Regions from separate parts of the Rattus norvegicus genome. Here region 2 is linked to region 1. A link is a contact called in public Hi-C data. All regions are on one chromosome and are shown on one strand. Each heading gives the region's core, a stretch centred on a gene start, on an enhancer-like site or on the middle of the called end of the contact. The rest is flanking DNA. Distances are from core to core; before and after follow the strand shown.

What was found. A called contact is a pair of places that touch in the nucleus more often than the background predicts.
Region 2: a Hi-C map of liver shows a contact between it and region 1, with 3 times the contacts expected there. The contact joins two enhancer-like sites. A contact is called at or near these places in 4 of 12 Hi-C or Micro-C datasets (kidney, liver and psoas muscle).

Annotation. Positions count from the first base shown.
Region 1 is chr20:46,681,277-46,688,090 of GRCr8, reverse strand. Ccdc162 (coiled-coil domain containing 162) reads left to right here. Exons shown (of 48, transcript XM_039099214.2): 31 at 3,550-3,700; 32 at 6,260-6,355. Among named protein-coding and RNA genes, the nearest start is that of Cd164, 78 kb to the right of the region's middle. Within about 2 kb of position 4,685, at least 3 of the 93 cell types and tissues checked have an H3K27ac peak or open chromatin away from gene starts, as enhancers often do. A contact at or near this core is called in liver, where this site is marked.
Region 2 is chr20:46,770,921-46,777,706 of GRCr8, reverse strand. It overlaps Ccdc162 (coiled-coil domain containing 162), which reads left to right. Exons shown (of 48, transcript XM_039099214.2): 7 at 934-1,072; 8 at 2,366-2,523. Among named protein-coding and RNA genes, the nearest start is that of Ccdc162, 46 kb to the left of the region's middle. Within about 2 kb of position 3,021, at least 9 of the 93 cell types and tissues checked have an H3K27ac peak or open chromatin away from gene starts, as enhancers often do. A contact at or near this core is called in liver, where this site is marked.

The DNA of each region.
Region 1 (6,814 bases), core at 3,436-5,935:
TCCTTCTTTAACCTGTCCAGACACAGCCTCAGAGACACACCCAGCTGTGTGTTTTCTAGGTAACTCTAAGTCAATCAAGATAACAATGAAGATGGTACGTCAGCTCCCTAGAGACAAATGCAGTTCATCACAGATAGACTTACGGACCTAAGAAACAGTCCCGTCCAGTGTAGCTTGGTGAACCAGTGGGCTTAATTTGAGTCACTCAGGGATGAAGGCAGCCACACCATCGAAAGCCAGTTCTCTTGTCTTACTACTTCTCCAAACAACTGTTTACCTCTTATATAGAGACTAAGAGAGGGGTGCTGCCTCATGAATCCCTCCATCCTCCTCATGGCTGAAAGATCACAGGCCCAGTCTTGTGTTGGCCTTCTGCCAGTAATCATTGCTGCTATGAGTTTAAAAGGACAATGGCCACACCACAGCCAGAGGACAATCTTCCATTATACCTTGGTTCCTTAGTAGGGCTCTACGGTTTTTCCAAGGTTTGAAGTCACTTTGGTAACTGTTTGTTCCAAAGCTCTCCACAAACTTTTTAGATAATAGAACACGTCAGGAGCTGGAGAGATCCCGCAGTTAAGAGTATGTATTGCTCTTGCACAGATAGGATCAGAGTTCACTCCCAGCACCAATGTCAAGGCAGCTCACATCCACCTGTTACTTCATCTCCAGGAGATCTGACTCCCTGTTCTGGCCTCTGTAGGAACCTGCACACACATGCACACACACACCTACATAATGTACACATAATAGTTTTTAAAAAATAAACCTTCAAAGGAGAGCAAGAGGGGTTGGGGATTTAGCTCAGTGGTAGAGCGCTTGCCTAGGAAGCGCAAGGCCCTGGGTTCGGTCCCCAGCTCCGGAAAAAAAAAAAAAAAAAAAAAAAAAAAAAAAAACCAAAGGAGAGCAAGAAAGAGATTGCGTCAAAGGCTGAACAAGTAAGATTGAACAAAGTTGGCCCCCCCAAGCAGGGAGAAGGGGAGGAGAGAGGAGGGGAGGGGAGGGAGAGGAGGGGAAGAGAGACCTGAGTACTGGTGATAGTCACTTCTGTGACTGGTGTGATAGCAGCCGTGCAGTGGGAGAAATTATTCCCAGTCGCCCTGCATCTGTACTGGTGACCTATGCTGAGATGTGTTTATGTGAGAATGCCTGCTTTCCATACCATCTCTTTAAGCAAGTATATATATATATGGTAGATAGATATATATGGTAGATAGATATATATGGTAGATATATATGGTGATTGATATATATATTGATATATATATGGTGATGTATATGGCATATATACCACAGAGAGGAAGTTGGGAAGCACCTGGGCTGTGTTGGGTTCTGTGGTGAGGGAAGATGATATAACCTGTGGGAGGTTTGTCTTTTTATCTCAAGCAGTCCCCAGCTCACCTCTGTGAACGTTCTAGCCATGGCTATACTTGGTATACTGAGTTTTCCCTGGCTAGGCCGACTGAGCAATCACAGGGAAGTTAAAAGACACAGGGAAATAAATTTAGATAGCCTTTAGGTGACTTCAATGGCCATCCTAAGTAGAGTGCAGAGCTGCGGTTTAGCTCGGAGATAGAGTGCATGCTTGGCATGTTCAGGGCCGACATAGGTGCACATGTGCACATGCACACACACGCACACACACACACACACACACACACTCTCTCTCACACACACACACACTCACACACACACATACACACACACACACACGCACACACACACACACTCTCTCTCTCACACACACACACATACACATACACACATACACACACACGCACACACACACACACACTCTCTCTCTCTCACACACTCACACACACACATACACACATACACACACACACACACACACACAAGCACCAACAATCAATAGTTTTATTGTCTTTTTGGGTGTTTCACTATTAAGTATATGGTTCCTACTTCTGCTGTAGCAAAAATATTTTTGCTTTCCGATGCCACATTATTAAGTTGCAAATGGGTTTAAAAAGTAGTTACCTTGGAATTTCAAGCCAGTTCATTACATTTTTTTTTTGGTTTATTCTTATTTCAATCCTTTTAAGCTGCCTCCTATTCACCCTACTAGTGAGGAAAAGATTCTACTCTGGATGATGAACAAATGTCACTAAATATTGTGACGGATGAGATCAATAGCAACTCCTTAGTACTGTGTTGGCACAGCCAGGAGTGGGGCATCCTGCAAGCCATGGGAGGCCTTGGATGAACACAGTAGACATTCAGGGATGGTCCTTGCAGTATAAGGACGCGTGGCACTCCCTGGTTACCAGGGAAGACATACTCTGTTTGTTTGCCTAGCTCCAGGGGCTGGCAGGAAACAGAGCTGTTGCTCAGGGACACTGGAAAGGGCACAGCTCCCCTTGATAAGGAGTGTGGGTGGACACGGGAACCTTATGCTAGGAGGAGGGGAGAAGCTGCAGTTAGACTCTTCAAGCTCCTACCAGACGTCAAAGCAACTTCTAATATTGGACCTTAATTCTAGAACTCACCCTACCTTCTTTGCTCATGGCTCTCAGAGGCAGCCTGGGCTCTATGGGGGAAGTTGGAGAGAACAACCACTTTGCTCACCTCTGTTGTGGGGTTTCAGGTCTTCTCTGGCCTCTCAAGGCTACTGTCCCTTTCCACACCCCTCACAGGGATTCACTGTTGGGGCTCAGGTGCTCCCAAATCTCTCTGGCATGCCCAGGGTCTGCTAGCTCCTCACCTCCATCAACTGACATTTCCCTAAGTCTGGCCAATCTCTTTTCTCTTTGGTGTCTGGTGCGTTGGTCTCCACAGATGACTTTGTTTCTCTGAGATACTTTCCCCCAATTTACCCCAGCATGTTTCCCTTTACTTCCTTGTAAATCTTATTTCCTTTGAGGCAGGAAAAATCATCCTGAATTATACCATATGCTACTCGTTCTTACATACGTTATAAATTTCATGCTCTTGTCTTGGGTGGAGTGGGGGTGGGGAGGATGAGGTTCTTGATACACAAAGCCAAATTTCATTTCAATGAAACAAAAGCGTCTTCTCTCTGACCCCGTGGATCTTACTCAATCTAAAATTTGGTTTTATACATTTGGGCTGTTACCTTAGCTGCTAACTTTTTGAAAAATCTAAGAGCTAACGTCACTGTTGTAGAGCTGAAGGTGTGATGCCCAGTTCTGTAGCTGTGTGGTTGATTAATTCAAGTTAGTATTAACTAAAATTAAGCAAAATTTAAAACTCAATCTCTCGTTCCCGAGAGCTATACTTCAGGTGTCCAATAACATATAGCCAGGGCCTTCCGAATCTTTCAGTCTTCCAGAAAATTCTATCGATATACTCTACTGATAGAAACTCTGGATTTCTCCCATTAATAGTATCAACCCCCCCTCCCCAGAGAGCTAGAGACTGAGGGGGAAGGTCGGCATGGGTGCTGTGGCTGAGGAAGACATCTCTTACCCTCTCAAAATTGTCTCTTGCTACAGTAAGTGTGAAGAAAGTTCTGGGCTTTAGAAGCATAAGTAACCATATTAAACAAAAACTCACACTGTATTTTGACAGAACATTTTTGGCCGCGGGAAATGCTCCTGCCTACCAGTCTGTCGCAGATGGTGCGTGCTGTGGTTTGCCACAACTGGGCAACTCTCTCAGGAAGAGCATCTTCGCCTCACAGCTCAGCCTGCCCCAGCCACTGGATCCTCGGAGCCTCCGGGTGAGTCTCAGAGGTGTTTTGTACCCATAAGAAAATGAGTGGACTACAGCAGTGTCCTCTGTTCGTTTCCACTTGGCTTCCATTTTGCAGGGTCTTTATGCTTTCATGACCCTTGGGTCTTCTTCAGCTTTCTTTTGCTCACTCATACAGGGAGTCCTGGGGACTCCTGTGAGCAGGAGTTATTTCCAGTCAGGGTCTTTTTGGTGAGCGTCTACTAGGGTGACTGGATGCAACAGCCTGTCTACTCAAGCTGTCAGGGAAAACAAACAGACAGACAGACAAAGAAAGAACGAAAACGAAAACTCAAAGGTTCTATCTTTTCTTGTTGAGGTTTGGTCTTTTGCTAATGTAATGCTAAGTGCTGGCCCCCAAGGCCTGGTCGCTCCCAGGGCTGAGAGAATCTGAAAGTTGAATCAAATGATGTTACGTAACCTTTCCTCTCAAGTTATCCCTGATGTGTGAATAAAGACACCTACAGCCTACAGCTGGGCAGAAGAGGGATAAGCAGGGTGGAGCATGGGACGGGGTGGGAGTTTGGGGGTTTGTTTCTCACCTTGGGGTCTGAGGAGAACCGTGAGAGGGGAGAAGAAGGTGGAGAGTGGAGGAAGCCACTGTGGGGTAGGTAAATCATGAAAACATGGCTGTGAGGGCTCGATAATTGGAGTTAAGAGCTGCCCAGATGAAACCTGGCAAGTTATAACTCTGGTTTATTGATAAGGAAGTAGACATAATAGCATAGATGGTTAGATATCTGCCCAGCTCTAATGCATAAAGCTTATTAGAGATATAAAGGTTGTGTGTGTCTTTTATCTGAGAACCGAATGACCTCCGATTTGAGATTAACTTGGTTCTGCAACATTTTCTATTGAATAAATAATGATGCAATTATAAGGCATAAATAGGTCAATCGCTGGGCTTTGAGTTGCCCCGGTTACAACATGTGTCATCAAATGTAATCCTAGCAACCATGACATTATCCAGCTCTACAGAGGTCAAAGTTCAGGAAAGCCAGAGATCACACCACACCCAGGCAGACACTCTCTCCAGCTCTATGGAGGTCAAGTTTGAGAAAGCCAGAGATGGATCCCTGAGAAGCGTCAGTAGCATCAGGTCCCACACCGTCTGCTGCTTTTCTGTGGCCAAGAGCACAAGCCCTCCCGCAGCTTAACAGGTTAGGGCCATAAGCACTCATTATCACTCCCAAGCTCTGAGTCAGGGAGCTGGGAACAGGTCAGGAGGGAGCGCTGGCTTAGGGTTTCTCTGGTTGGCCAGGCCTTAAGAGCATCATCTCAGGGCACCACTGAGAAGCTTGACTCAACCCTCATTCACCAGCTGTCACTAGCTGTCAGGAGATCCACATCCAAAATGGTTCCCATGGTCTTCTCTAAAGAACTTTCTCACAACGTGGAAAATGGCTTCCCAAGGGCAGGCAGCCCAAGAGAGAGAACTCAAAGTAGCAGTCATGGGCTTTGCACAAACTGACACCATCATTTCTGCCGTGCTCTTAGTTCACTAGCACTGAGTCTTAAGTCCAGCCAGAGTCAAAGGGATGATGAAGAGTCATCCCTCCCTCCTTCTCCTCCCACATATCACCACCTCCCCAAGAGTATCACGTAGCCCAGGCTGACCTATTATATAGCCAAATATGACTTTGAATTCCTGCTTGTCCTGTCTCCACCTCCCAAGTGCTAAGATTGCAGGTGTGTACCTAACTGTCAGTGAGCCCTAAACATTGTCTTCTGCTGGGAAGTTTGTGTACGCAGCTTTAAAATTATCTCACAAGACTCCTACTTAAACATTATAAATGTCTCGAACAAGTCCCCTTCTGCCATGCCAATCCTTAACCTCCGTCAGAGCCGTAAGACAGGTCTTGAAGGCCCCTGATATAGACATTGTTTAACTAGGTTTACTGTTGTTGCTTAAAAACATGCCCCCTTGGTACAGTATTATTCCAGAAGTTCCTTTGTTTTGTTTCTCTCAAGACAGAGTCTCACTGAATAGCTCAGTGGTTCTCAACTTTCCTAAAGCCAAGCCCCTTTAACACAGTTCCTCATTCTGCAGTGACCCTCAACCATAAAATTATTTCCTTTGCTACTTTAGAACTGTAATTTCGCTGCTGTTAAGAACCGCACCATAAGTATCTGAGATACAGGATATCTGACATGTAACCCCCGTGAAAGGGTCCTTGAACCCCTGTGAAAGGGTCCTTCGACCCCCAGGTTGAGAATCACAGGTCTAGCTAAATCTGGTCTCAAACTTGGAATCCTCCTGCATCAGCCTCTCAAGCGCTGTCCTCACAGGTGTGTGCCACCACAACCCTCTTGTTCTGGAACTTTGGACCTTGGAGTTTCCTGTGTATACTGTAACCATTTTAGCCAAACCAAGGAGAAGAGTAACACTCATTGCTACTCTTTCCTCTCACGGGGCATGCTGCAGTGAGAAGGCTATGCATAATAAATGAACCATGGAAGTGGGCTTTGGAGCATGGATGCAGAAATCGCGCTTGTGTGCAGACACCTTCATTTTAGGGATGCATGAGACCATTATCATCTCTTTTAGGCGTTTGGGCTGTTCCCATGGAGGACGTTCCTGGAAGACGGTGGACCGTTTCCAGTTATAAGCAGCATCCCGGACACCCTAGAGTATGATATGCAGGTAGATCTGTCTTCCCACTTATTGGAGAGGAAACCAAACACAGACCACAGGGCAGGGTATCACAAGTTCATACTCTAACCAGTGGTAATTTAGAAGATAAATGCATGTTTGATCATAAAGCTGTAACATGAGGTGAGTCATATTTCCTTATTATGGAGAAAAGCCATGTTCCCAGAGCAGTAATGACCTCGAGAAGTGGCCACTCACCTGGAGTCACCATCCAAGCCTCCTAGAGCAACTGGCCCAGTGACGCTCAGAGACGTGGGACTCCTGACCTGGGAACAGCTCAGGCAGGACTGAGGAGGGGGATCCCCTTTAATTGTTCTTACCATGATGTGTCTTTAAATTCTTTTACATTGTTTTGGGAAAATGTGCTTTCTTATGATTAAGTAAACATCTTAATCATACATACATCTATACACATGTATACATACATATAAATATTAATATATAAAAGTA
Region 2 (6,786 bases), core at 1,772-4,271, 91 kb before region 1:
CGTGATGGGGTAAGACAGAGGAGCTGGGCTGGACATGGCAGTGTTATCTAATCCCAGCGGCTGTGTCCAGAGATTCTTGATTCTGAGGCCAAGCTGAGCTCCACAGTGAGTTCAAGATTAGCCTTGCGGGCTGGAGAGATGGCTCAGAGGTTAAGAGCACTGACTGCTCTACCAGAGGTCCTGAGTTCAAATCCCAGCGACCACATGGTGGCTCACAACCATCTGTAATGAGATCTGATGTCCTCTTCTGGTGTGTCTGAAGACAGTGACAGTGTACTCACATATATAAATAAATAAATCTTAAAAAAAAAAAGATTAGCCTTGCACGCAGTGTGAACTTGTGTTGGAAAATAATGACAAGTAGTAAAGTAAACAGTTAAGGTAGCGTTAGTAGCTCAGGGATAGAATGTGTGCCATAGCTTGAACAAGGCCAGGAAGGAGTTCAGTCCCCAGCACTGCCAAAGAGGGGTCAGGGGACAGTACGGAGCGAGAAGAGTTACGACGGCAATGCCCTAAGTCAGGTTAGAGGATCTCCCAAAGAAACCCAGGGATCACCCGACTCCATTCCCCCTGCAGAGCCAGTCAGACACTGTGGTCTGTACTTCTTTCTCCTCAGTCACATGATAGCATATCCATGCACTCCTACATCTGGGTCTTCCACTCAGACCTGAGTCTTTTTCTTCACCCCCCCCCCACCCCCCAGCATCTCATCCATCCCGTGCCTTTTCCACTCAAGTCTGCCACCACCATGGGACCGGCTGGAAGCGGAAGTGCTTCTTCGTTGGTCGCGGTTGGGTCTCCCAGCTCCGGACTCTCTCATTGGGAAGGTTTCTGAAGTTTTAGCCCTGTCTCCCTCCTTCTCTATCACAGCCAAAGGCTGGAGCATCTGTAGAATCTGGGCTGACCTGTGCCCTCTTGGCTACGTCTCTCTAGGCCCTCCAGTATTTGCCCATCTCCAAAGCGCTGAGTCTGGCTGATAGGCAAGTCCCGGGATTTAGTGAGGAAAATGGGAAAGTCTGTGACACCAACCTTAACGCTGTATCTCCTGGTCCTCTGGGTCGCAGTGTTTCAGGTAAGGAACTGGCCTTTACCAGGGTGAAGGGAGGGCTGTGATTTTGTGCGTGGACTGTGACTTAGCCAGGGTTTCTATTTCTGCAACAAAACACCCTGACCGAAAAGCAAGTTGAGATGGGGTTGGGGATTTAGCTCAGTGGTAGAGCGTTTGACTAGCAAGCGCAAGGCCCTGGGTTCGGTCCCCAGCTCCGAAAATAATAATAATAATAATAATAATAATAATAATAATAATAATAATAATAGCAGCAAGTTGGGAGGAGAGGGTTTGTTTGGCTAAGGCTCCCATATTGCTCAGAATGGGAAGGAAGTCAGAACAGGAACTCACACAGGGCAGGATCCTAGAAGCAGGAGCTGATGCAGAAGCCATGGAGGGGTGCTGCTTACTGGCTTGCTTCCCCTGGCTTGCTCAGCCTGCTTTCTTTCAGAACCGAGAACCACCAGCCCAGGGACAGCACCACCCACAATGAGCCACACCCTCCCCCGTTAATCACTAAATAAGAGGTTGTTTCACAGCTGGATCTCATGGAGGCATTTTTTTCTCAATTGAGGTTCCCTCATTTCAGATAACTCTAGCTTGTGTTGAGTTGACAGAGACTAACTAGCCTGTTTTGCACCACTCTCTTCCTAGATGCCAAAAGTTATTATACTTTTGTAATCAGCTGTAATTTGATATTAATATTTTCTGATGGAAGACAATAGTCATGACCTTCGATGTTTTTGTCTTCATCTTTATAACTAGCAGGTTAAGAGGCAAATGGACTCGTTGGTTTCCACACCTGTTTCTGTCACGCCTCCTATGGTCCCGCGTGTCACCTCCTTAGGCCTCAGTTTACTCATCGCCATACTAATCCTTTCAGATGAAATGACTTCCGAGACTTGGCTCAGGTTTTGTGTTACACAGCTGCCAGAGGACTTAGCCGTCGGGATCAATTTCAGTCTCTCTGCCCTTATCTTGTGTTCTGGAGAACCTAGAAGCCTGATCAGGTTTCTGCTGAGTGCCCTTGAGTGACATTCCCATTATATACAGAGTATCCCAGGGGCTCTAGTGGGTTTCTCTTGTGGGCTGTGAGATCACTGGGACCACTTGCAGCTTCCCAGGAAAGCTCGTGGGGGCTGGAAGCTGGGTAGCAAGAAACCAAGCAGGTAAGGGGGCAGACTTGCCTAGCACAGGGTCAGGCAGAACAAAACGTTCTCCACCAGCAGAGGGCGTGCTTCCAACTCTCTCCAAGGCTATCTGCTTCTCTCGGGCTCGCCCTCACTCGTCTGGCTCTTGATTTTGGATATTTTTCAGGGCCAGGGAGAACAGATGCTGCGTTTGTCTTGCCTCAGCACATGACAGACAGGGATGGTCTGAAACCTCAACTGAAGCCTCTACTCTCACATTTCCACATCCCGTACGACGTGCAAAAGCTGAGGGACTCAGCCAAAGAGATGGAGCTCTTCTCCTTGGTACACAAAGCACTCTGATATAAAGACGCCGGGTTAGAGGAAAGGCTTAGCATTTGCTACAAAGTTCCTCATTTGTTTTTTTGAGACAAGATCTTATGTAGCACAGGCTGGCCTCAAAGTAGCGGAATAGCCGTGGATAATCTCGAACTCCTGATACTCCCGCCCCCACCTCCAGAATGTCTTACTTAGGTGTGTGCAGCCACATATGGCACAAAGCTGTTTGTTTCTTCTGCCAATGCTTGATTCTAGATTCTAGAGTAATATTATACAATGTAACAAGCCATCTTCCTGTTAGGAAGAGCCTCCTTCCCAGGAGAATAAACAGACCTTCTGATGAGAGGAAGCCAGAGGGATTTTACCTTTTGGGTTTCTCCCCCTCTAGATTTTAAAGAAAAGTTAGGAGCACATGGGCTGAAGAAGATAGAAATGTACCCAAGGTTGGACAGACATGCCTGGGAGAGCTGTCAAGCCCTAAGTCTGAGACCGGAGTGCAGCACCCCCACTACAGGCTGCCACTCCCCTGGCCCCGCCCCGTGCCTGTGCTGGGGGAGAAGTTCACTTGATAGAGTGCTGAGCTTGAAGATTTGTTTTCATGCCAGCATCATTTACAGAACTGGGCTTTTTGTCTGTAACCCACGTTCTTTAACCTCACTGGACCCAGCCTGATCTCATTCCTCTGGCTTTTTGGAAAATGGTGTGTCGCTTTTGCCTCTCCTCTTTCCCCTCCTCCTCCCCCTCCCCCTCCTCGTCCACCACTTTCTCTTCCTCCTCCTTTTGATAGTATTTTATGTAGCTCCATGTCCTAGTTATAATGGTCCCACTATTGCTGTCAGGAAACGCCATGACTAAAAGCACCGAGGAGAGGAAAGAGTTTATTTGACTCACAGTTCCATATCACAGTCCGCTGAGGGAAGCCAAGGCAGAAATTCAACACAGCAGGAACCTGGAGGCAGAGGCCAGGGAAGCGTGCTGCTCTCTGGCTGGTTCCTCGTGCCTTGCTCAGCCTGCTTTCTTAGAGAACCCACCAGCCCTCACTGTAAGCAAGGCTGCAGTGAAACTACTGAACTAGACCCCTCCATGGGTAGAAAGAAAGGTTTATTGGGGATTGAGCCATCAGTGCACTCTCTGATTGTGAGGGGCGCAGAGAGAATGGCAAACTGGTGGCCTTGCCAGGTTTTTTTTTTTTTTTTTGGTTCTTTTTTTCGGAGCTGGGGACCAAACCCAGGGCCTTGCGCTTCCTAGGTAAGCGTTCTACCACTGAGCTAAATCCCCAGCCCCCCTTGCCAGGTTTTTAAGGAGATAGCAGCCCCAGGGGTGGGGGTAGGGGGCAGTTAGAGCCAGAACAGTCTAGAAGCTGGCATGGGAACTTTGATCTGTTACAGGCTTGAGTTAATCAGGAACTGGGTGCCTCATTGCCAGCTAGTCCGCTGTAGGAGGCAGATATTGGACAAACTGAAATGTGCCTTATAAGATTCCCGAGGAACGCCGAGCTTGGGTACCAACCCTCCTGTTGGCCCAGGCAGAGTCCATCCTGAGCTGAGCCCAGACTGCCATTAGGACATTGTCAGCAGTACTGCCGTCTTGGGGGCCTGCTTTAGACCTGACAATCACTAGTTAGGAAAACGCTCAATGGATTTGCCCACAGCCAATGTCTTAGAGAGGCGTTTTCCCATTTGAGGCTCCCTCCTCTCTGATGACCAGCTTGTGTCTAGCCAGCACATCCAGACTAGTTACAAAACTCATGGCAAGAGTTCCCAGCTTTGGTCTTCTTAGAGCAATGCTGTGAGAAATGTTAGCTGTGTTCCCAAGATGATTAATCATAGTCCAGTGCATGCATGTACATGTGTGCGTGTGTGTGTGTGTGTGTGTGTGTTTGATATGTGTGTGTGCCTGTGGTTTGTGTGTGTGTGTGTATGTGTTATGTGTGTGTATGTGTGTATGGTGTGTATATATGTGTGTGGTGTGTGTGTTTGTGTGGTGTGTGTATATGAATGTGTTGTGTGTGTGGTGTGTGTATGTGTGTATGGTGTGTGTGGGATGTGTGTGTATGTGTGTTATGTGTGTGTATGTGTGTATGGTGTGTGTATATGTGTGTGGTGTGTGTGTGTATATGAATGTGTGGTGTGTGTGGTGTGCGTGGTATGTGTGTATATGTGTGTGTGATGTATGTGTATGTGTTTATGGTGTGTATGTGGTATGTGTGTGTGGTGTGTGTGTATATGTTTATGGTGTGTGTGTGGTATGTGTGTTTGGTGTATGTGTGGTGTGTGTATGTGTATGTATGGTGTATGTGCTGTGTATGTGTGTGTGTGGTGTGTGTGTGTATGTGTATGTGGTGTGTGTATGTATGTGTGTGGTGTGTGTGTATGTATGTGTATGTGGTGTGTGTGTATGTATGTGTGTGGTGTGTGTGTATGTGTGTGTACATGTGTGTATGTGTGTGGTGTGTGTGTGTGGTGTGTGTGTGTGTGTGTTTTCTGGTGCTTTAATGCCCAAGGTCAGAGTCAGCCAACTGTAGCCTGCAGACTACCGCCTGTTTTTCCAAAATAAAGCTCCACTGGGAGCCAGCTGTCTTGGTCCCATCCCCACTACTGAAACGACACGCTACAAACCAAGTGGCTACACCAACGGCCTCTTACTGTTTTGATGGTTGAGACATGGGGAAGGCTTTCTGGTTCACAGATGTTACCTGTGTGTGTGTGTGTGTGTGTGTGTGTGTGTGTGTGTGTGCGCGCGCGCGTGTGCCTTCCTCAGTAGAGGGCAAGGGCCTCTCAAGGTCTACTCCTGTTCAGAAGAACAAATACCTCCCCAAGTCCTGGCTCTTAGTCCCTTCGCCAGGGGAGGTGGGGGTTAGGACTACAACACAGTGACCCCTGAAAACACAAATCTGCACATGTGGCCCTCCCCGTGCTTGTGAATGTGATACCGGCGGCCGCTTTCACACCACGGGGCAAGCCTGAAGAGTTGTGGTCAGCAAAGCTGAAATACTAAGTGTCACGATGGGTGTGTCCACGTGTCCACATGTCACACAGAGCTGTGGAATGACTGAAATGCAATTAGTGCGAGAGAGAGAGCACTGGTTCCACACTGGTTTAATTTTAACTAGCTGGTACTGAGATGTTAGATAGCCAAGCCTTCCTGTTAGGTGGCATTGAGATGTTTCACGTCGTTGTGTAACTGTCCCAGACCCCTGTGGCTGAACACAGTGGACAAGAAAGGAGCTGGAAGTAGGCAGTTAGCCATGTCGCCTCTGCTGGAAGGCGTGAGACCGGAAGGAGGCAGGTCCTTAGGTTCAGGGGTAGCATCTGAGAGCTTCTCGCCAGTGGTATTCTGGGCAGGCCGAGGAGAGCAGGGTTTATTTAGCACTCAGAAGTTCCAGCTTACCATGTGGGCAGAAAAACTGAACACTTTCCCAGTTTACTTCTTGTTTATATTTAGAGTCCAGCCCAAAATGTAGTCAAGTGGCTGTGGACATGTATTTCCGATCTTTGGCGCAGACGCTCGGTACGGGTGAGGTGTGCTGGCCGTCATAATGAATGACACCACACAGAGATGTCCATGTGAAGTACTGTCATAACAAAGAGCTCTTCGTGAGTCAGGTTCCCTCCAGGGCTATTTCAAGGACAATCAGTAAGGGCTGGAGGTGGCTCAGCAGTTAAGAGATCTGGCTTCTCTTCCAAAGCACCGATTCCCAGCAGCCAGAACCATGGCAGCTCACAACCATTTATAACTCCAGGCCCAGGGGGTCGGACACCTTCTTCTGGCCTCCCAGGGCACTGAACACAAGTGGTGCATAGATTTACAGTCAAGACACACATGCATGTAAAATAAAAAGTAAAAAGATAAGAGAGAGAGAGAGAGACAGAGAGAGAGAGAGACAGAGAGAGAGACAGAGAGAGACAGAGAGAGACAGAGAGAGACAGAGAGACAGAGAGAGACAGAGAGGCAGAGAGACACGGAAAGAGAGAGAGAAACACACACACACAGAAAGAGAAAGAGAGAGACAGAGACACACACACAGAGAAACAGAGAAACACACATACACACACACACACACAAACACACACGCACACACACACACGCACACAGAGGCGGAGAGGCAGAGAGAGAGAATGAGAATGAGTTAGTGGCTGTTTTCTGAGATTCAAGATTCCTTTGAGGCCCCACTTCTTTCCTCCTCTTCAGCTTTCTCCTCCTTTTTCTTTTGTATGTGTACACATACATGTGTGTGGAGAGCATGTATCTGTGTGCAGTGCAGGCCTG